Linked DNA regions of Macaca mulatta: region 1 is linked to region 2. A link is a contact called in public Hi-C data. All regions are on one chromosome and are shown on one strand. The core of a region is the stretch at or near the end of the contact, and the rest is flanking DNA. Distances in the headings are between cores, read along the strand shown.

Evidence for each region. A called contact is a pair of places that touch in the nucleus more often than the background predicts.
Region 1: a Hi-C map of liver shows a contact between it and region 2, with 6 times the contacts expected there. The contact joins the promoter of GTF3C5 here to the promoter of RALGDS in region 2. A contact is called at or near these places in 5 of 14 Hi-C or Micro-C datasets (CD4 T cells, blood, fetal cortex germinal zone and 2 more).

The regions. Positions count from the first base shown.
Region 1 is chr15:14,420,814-14,424,215 of T2T-MMU8v2.0, forward strand. It overlaps GTF3C5 (general transcription factor IIIC subunit 5), which reads right to left and starts at 1,869. Exons shown (of 10, transcript XR_013405353.1): 1 at 1,678-1,869. It overlaps LOC144335003 (a long non-coding RNA gene), which reads left to right and starts at 2,728. Exons shown (of 2, transcript XR_013405364.1): 1 at 2,728-3,004.
Region 2 is chr15:14,304,104-14,307,790 of T2T-MMU8v2.0, forward strand. It overlaps RALGDS (ral guanine nucleotide dissociation stimulator), which reads left to right and starts at 2,373. Exons shown (of 18, transcript XM_077967336.1): 1 at 2,373-2,431.

The DNA of each region.
Region 1 (3,402 bases), core at 619-3,118, 120 kb after region 2:
TCCTTAGTCATCCTTAGTTACCTGCTCTGTAACCATCCTTCCTGCTGAAACTACTCACCCCGCCACTCAGGCCTGTGTCCCTGCCCTCTTTGAAATAGCCAATGGGAATTAGCTTAGACTGTGCGGTCCAACCCTAGCCCATATGGGAAAGACACAGCAGTAGAGACTAGCTGCATAAGGGATAAGAACCCCTTCCCCTCCCTTGTCGGTGTGCTCCCGCCATTGCTTCATCGGCAAGACGCACCCTTCTATAGAAGTAAATTTGCCTTGTTGAGAAAACTTTTTGCCGGAGTGCTGATTTTTCTTTGTGGCACCCAAAATTTATTTCCAACAAGCCTGACCAACATGGTTGTGGGGAAAAGAGAGATCAGACTGTTACTGTGTCTATATAGAAAGAAGTAGACATAAGAGACTCCATTTTGTTCTGTATTTGAGATGCTGTTAATCTGTGACCCTACCCTAAACCCTGTCCTTGCAAGAGACATGTGCTGTGGTGACTCAAGGTTTAACGGATTTTGGGCTGTGCAGGATGTGCTTTGTTAAACAAGTGCCTGAAGGCAGCTTGCTGGTTAAAAGTCATCACCATTCTCTTAATCTCAAGTACCCAGGGACACATACACTGCAGAAAGTTGCAGGGACCTCTGCCTAGGAAAGCTAGGTATAGTCCAAGGTTTCTCCCCATGTGACAGTCTGAAATATGGCCTCGTGGGAAGGGAAAGACCTGATTGTCCCCCAACCTGACACCCGCGAAGGGTCTGTGCTGAGGAGGACTAGTGTAAGAGGAAAGAAGGCCTTTTGGCAGTTGAGATAGAGAAAAGCATCTGTCCCTGGGCAATGGAACATCTAGGTGTAAAACCCGATTGTATGTTCTGTTTACTGAGAAAGGAGAAAACCGCCCCTCAGGCTGAAGGTGGGACTTGCTAGCGCAATGCTGCTCTTTATGCACTAAAAAGGTTTATGGAGATGTTTGCATATGCATATCAAGGCACAGCACTTTTCCTTAAACTTATTCACGTCACAGAGATCTTTATTCATATGTCTTACTGCTGACCTTCTCCCTACAAGGATCCTATTATCCTGTCACCTCCCTTTTTCTAAGATAGTAAAGATAATGATCAATAAATACTGAGGGAACTCAGAGACCGGCGCCAGCCTGGCTCCTCGTATGCTGAGCGCGGTCTCCTGGGCCCACTTGTTCTTTCTCTATATCTCATTGATGAGACATCTCTGTGTCTCATTTCTTTTCTCAAGTCTCTGGTTCCACCTAACAAGAAATGCCCACAGGTGTGGAGGGGCAGGCCACCCCTTCACATGGTGAAACCCCGTCTCTACTAAAAACACACAATTAGCAGGGTGCGGTGGCGTGCGCCTGTAATCCCAGCTACTCGGGAGGCTGAGGCAGGAGAATCGCTGGAACCCGGGAGGCGGAGCTTGCAGTGAGCCGAGATCGCGCCACTGCACTCCAGCCTGGGCAACAAGAGCGAAACCCTGTCTAAAAACAAACAAACCAAAAACCTTCCCCTCCTTTGTTCAGTTAGCTCTCGCAGCCGCCATAAGAGCGAGCAGCACCCTTCTGCATAAATTTGCTAAATTTCCCTTGCTGAGAAATCCTTTGAGTGCTCGTTTTCTTTGCGACTCCGAGTTCTTATTCCAACACGGACATTCCCAGCCCCTTACCCGGGAGACGCCTTCCTCGCCGCCCAGAGTCGGTAGCATCTTAGCCACGTCACGGACCACGCCCGGGTACTCCACGCACACCATGCGTCGCTCCCGCCGCAGCTCCACGGGGACAGCAGCCCCCAGCCCCAGATCGGCCGCCTCCGCCGCCATCCCTGCGCGTCTGGCAGGGCCCGCCATGGTCCGTCCCACAAAGTGCTCCCAGAGGCCTCGCCTCAATGGTTCCGCGAAGGAATCGTTCCGGGCTCCCTCACCGCTCGCGACACCCTAACTCCCCGGGCTCAGCAAGACTCCAGGGCCTCCGGGGAGCACAGGGCCCATGGGCGGCCCCATGGCTTCGGGAAAACGACCGCCGTCTCTTCGACTTTTTATTTAAAATGAAGCGGGTTAGCCCACGGGGCGTGGCGAGCACCAGTCTCTCCTACTAGCCAGCGTGGGACCCGGAGGATAATAAAACACCACCCTCCCTCGACTTCAGCCAATGAGAGTCCGAGGGCCGAGCGAGTTTTTTTCTTAGCCAATGAGAAGTCCGAAGGAAGGTAGGTGCCACCTTCTCCTCCAGTTCCATACGTTTTAACCAATAAAGAGCTAGACTTTGGCCGGGCGCGGTGGCTCACGCCTGTAATCCCAGCACTTTGGGAGGCCGAGGCGGGCGGATCACAAGGTCAGAAGATCGAGACCACGGTGAAACCCCGTCTCTACTAAAAAATACAAAAAATTAGCCGGGCGCGGTTGTGGGCGCCTGTAGTCCCAGCTACTCGGGAGGCTGAGGCAGGAGAATGGCGTGAACCCGGGAGGCGGAGCTTGCAGTGAGCCGAGATCGCGCCACTGCACTCCAGCCTGGGCGACAGAGCGAGACTCCGTCTCAAAAAAAAAAAAAAAAAAAAAAAAGGAGCTAGACTTTGACCACGTCCCTGCCCTCTTCTGGTTATTCCACCCAATGACGGCTCGGGGGCGGGCCAGAGGCAGACATCCGACCCGCCTGCTTGGGTGGGAAAAGGTCCCGGTTGAGAATTGATTTCCGGGTCAGGGTCGGCCTGGGTTCTGTAGGTGTTGGCGCTTCTTTTCCCAATCTCTTGCAACCCTCTTGGGACTAGGTTGCTAACGGCGCCTTCGGGGGGCCTCGCGGAACTGGATGTGGAAATGGCGAGCGCGGGGGAACTGTGCTGTAACCACTTGCCCCACTTCCACAGAAAGCCCCGAAGCGCCGGCTCGGGGCCGAAGGCAGGCATCCGGCGTTCGTCTGTTAGGCAGGCAGACATTAAGAGTCTACTGTGTCCTGGGCCCTATTCGAGAACCAGCGGGGAGAACAGCGTCTGTCCGGGAGGCGCCCAGGGCTGCTGCGAAGCCCCGGAGCTGGGGGTGTGGCCCCTCAAACAGGGAGGAGATGAGGTCCGAGGCCGGCCGAGGTCGGAGACCTTCACCCACGAAAAGGGTCCGCCCGTCGGGCTGGCTGCTTCCCAGTGCCGTGGAGAGCCCCTGATGGTTTCTCTTTTTTTGAGACGAAATCTCGCTGTGTCTCCCAGGTTAAAGTGCAGTGGCGCTTTCTCGGCTCACTGAAACCTCCGCCTCCCGGGTTCAAGTTACTCTCGTGCCTCAGCCTCGCGAGTAGCTGGGATTACAGGGGCCCACCACCATGCCCGGTTAATTTTTATATTGTAGTAGAGACGAGGTTTCACCATGTTGGCCAGGCTGGTCTCGAACTCCTGACCTCAAGTCATTCGC
Region 2 (3,687 bases), core at 1,123-3,622:
AAGACAGAGAGGAGGGTGGGGTAGACTCTGGTCATACCAGAATGGGCAGGCACCCACCCACTTGGTCACCCGTAGAGAAGTTGGGGCCAGCCCTGAGTTCATTCTTCCTGCACCTGTGATTTGGCTGGCGAGCAGGGACCGATCCCAAGTGTGGACAGATGGAGTGACTAGTTGGAGGAGACAGACTGGGCTGGAGAGGCCTGGAGTTTAGAAGGGGCTCTGGGTGCCTCCTGGGCAGAGGGGCAGGAATGGAACCATGGCCTCTGTGTCCCTCATAGGGAGCGCCTGCCTGCTCCAGGGGAGGGGGGGGCTGTGCTGAAGGAGTAGGCCCTGCCTCTGGGCAGCTTCTGTTGAAAGCACATAGAGGGCCTTGGAAGCACTGGACTCAGCTGGGTGGATGACTGGGAGACGGGGGACCCGAGGTGACAGCAGACTCTGAGGCTTGGGCAGCTCCGCCTAGCAGGGGAGAAACCCCCCACACCCCCCTCAGCCCACTTACACCCAGCTTTACCCCTGGCACACCCTCCCGGATGGGAGTCCCTGAGCCATTTTCAGTAGAGGAAACTGAGACTCTGAGAGGTTCCCACGAGCTTGCCTGTGATGTGGCCCAGCTGCAGGTTTGAACCCAGGTCATCTGGGTTCAAGACTGTGCACTGCATGGGGTGGGAGGAGTGCAGCTCTGAAGGTGAGTGCATTGTGGAGGATGATACAGGGAGGGGCAGTGCTGACAGGGGGCTCTGAGAGAGGCAGGAGCTTGATGGGGTCCCTGGGTCACCATGGCCCCAGGAGGCTAGAGTTGGGGTATAGGGACCAGGTCACACAGGGTTCTGAATGCCAGGCAAGGAGGCGGGGGTCACTGCCGGTCTGTCCCAGCAGGGGGATCTATATAAATGGGGCCCAAGTGCTGGACTCAGGGGAAACCTGGCCAGCGAGGCCCCAACACAGGATGAGGCCTCTGATGACCAGCTCGGGGATGAGCAACGGGGGAAGAGCCATGAAGTGTGGGGGTCACCACGCACAGCAGGGCCTGGCCAGTCAGAGCTGAGTGGCCTGCAATGCTGGTGCCTTGGCTCTGATGTAAAGTTGAATGAGGCCGGGCATGGTGGCTCACGCCTGTAATTCCAGCACTTTAGGAGGCCAAGGCAGGAGGATCGCTGGAACCCAAGAGTTTCAAACCAGCCTGGGCAACATAGTGAGACTTCGTCTCTACATAGTTGTTTTAAAAATAAAAAGGGCTGGGCACAGTGGCTCACGCCTGTAATCCCAGCACTTCGGGAGGCCGAGGTGGGCAGATTACAAGGTCAGAAGTTCCAGACCCGCCTGGCCAACACAGTGAAACCCCATCTCTACTAAAAATACAAAAATTAGCCAGGTGTGGTGGCACATGCCTGTAGTCCCAGCTACTCGGGAGGCTGAGATGGGAGAATCACTTGAACCTGGGAGGCAGAGGTTGCAATGAGCCGAGACTGTGCCATTGCACTCCAGCCTGGGTGACAGAGTGAGACTCTGTCTCAAAAAAATAAATAAATCAAAAGGGATGGCCAGGCACAGTGGCTCACGCCTGTAATCCCAACACTTTGGGAGGCCGAGGTGGGTAGATCACCTGAGGTCAGGGGTTCGAGAACAGCCTGGCCAACATGGTGAAACCCCGTCTCTACTACAATACAAAATCAGCCGGGCGTGGTGGCAGGTGCCTGTAATCCCAGCTACTCCGGAGGCTGAGGCAGGAGAATTGCTTGAACCCAGGAGGCGGAGGTTGCAGTGAGCCGAGATCGCACCATTGCATTCCAGCCTGGGGGACAAGAGTGAGACTTCGTCTCAAAAAACAAACAAATGAGACTACATCTCAAAACACAAATAAATAAATAAATAAATAAATAAATAAATAAATAAATAAATAATAAAAAGGGACGAAATCAGTGAGCCCTAATAACACTGACTACCCCCAACACTAGCTCAACCCCTGTGTGAGGCCTCCTTCCCCCAAGCTCCCTCGAGCCCCATCTTACACCAGCTGAAGCTGCAGCTGGACCTCGTGGTCCCGGGTGCTGTCAGGGAAGACAAGGATGGAGGTGGGGAAGGGAAGACCTGACTTTCTCCCTGCCCAGGCTGAGTCCGCTGTCACCTTGGGTCCCCCAGCTCCCAGCCGTCCGCCGAGCCGAGTCCAGCAGGTGGCATCGGGGTGCTGGGCGAGAGGGTGAGCGTGTATATTTGGTGACGCCGGCGCGCCGAGTCAGCGGCCCCCGCCTGACTGGGGCGAGGTTGGCCCTAGGTCCTGGCGGGGTGGGGAGTACTGAGCAGGCGGCTGGGGCGGAGGGACACGTGAGATCTGCCGCACACAGCGCTTGGCGCGTGGCGCGTGGCGCGTGGCGCGTGCGCGCGGCGAGGCGGAGTGACGTGCACGCGCTGTCTGCGGTCCCGCGCAGGCCCCGTGTGCGCGCCCGGCCTTGGATTCCAGGCCCGGCTGCCCCGCGCTGGGAACACCCGCGTCGGCCAGCTGGAGGGAGGCCTGAGCGCGCCCCCGAGCGCGCCCCCGAGCTCGCGCGTCGGGGCGCGCCCCTCGCACCTGCAGGCGGGCTGGGGCGGGGCCGCAGCTGTCCCCGCCCACCCAGGCCCGAGCCCCGGGAGCCGGGGCGGAACCGAGCGGCGGGGCCCGAGCGGCCGGAGCGCAGCGCGGCGCAGACAATGGGAGCGGCGCTGGCGGCGGCTGGGGCGGCCCCGGGGGCCACAGAGTCCTGGGCCCGGCGGGGACCGGAGGCCGCGCCATGAGCCCCGCAGCCGGGCGCACCCCTGCGCCGCGCGCGGGCCGAGGCGAGCTGCCTCTGCGAGCCCCGGGCCCCGCCGTGGGGCCGGCGATGAGCCACCGAGGCTGAGGATGATGGTAGATTGCCAGGTGAGTGCGCGCCGGCCCCAACCCCGCGTCGCGGGTGGAGGGAGGACCGCCCGCCCCCGCCCACACCCACCGAGGGGAGGGAGCCCGGCGCGGCGTCCACGCTGAGCGTGCGCTTACGCAGCTCCGCGCCCAACCCCGCCCGGGACAGTAGGGAAACTGAGGACAGGAGAGGGGCAGGGACTGGCCCGGGGCACACGAAGTGGGCGGAGTCCAGAGGTGAAGGGAGGGTTCCGACCTCTTAGGCCAGGAAGGGTTCGGCTCACCCTTCCCATGGGGTTTGCTTTGGGAATGACAGCCTCTAAGATCCTGAGGACCCCTGCCCATCTCCCATGTGGGCTCTTTTGCCTGGGCTTCTCCGCGCACGCACAGGCGCAGGCCTGCGCACACATGCTCACACACACGCAGACACACACACCACACACTTCCTGGGACTCAGAGTAGGACGGGACGCTGGGGAAGTGACTGGGGAAAAGATGAAAGAGGGCGGGGGCTGCTCTGTCATGGGCACGTGCATCCAGTACCCAACAACATGCCCGGGGCCATGGCACGGGGTTAGGGGGCAAGGGGAGGACACGCCGGCTTGATGGGCGGGGGTTCTCCAGGGTTCCCAGGATCTGTGTGGGCTGGGGCAGCCTGGAGAGGACAGATTGTGGGGTTCTGTGTTCAGCGCTGTGATCACCTAGAAGCAGGAGAAGACCCCTTCAGTGTGGAGGGGACTGTAGGAAAGGAAGCCTCAAATTCCTGCGCTATACATTGGAATGTTCGGCCTGGGTGACCCCAAGGGTCCCACAGGC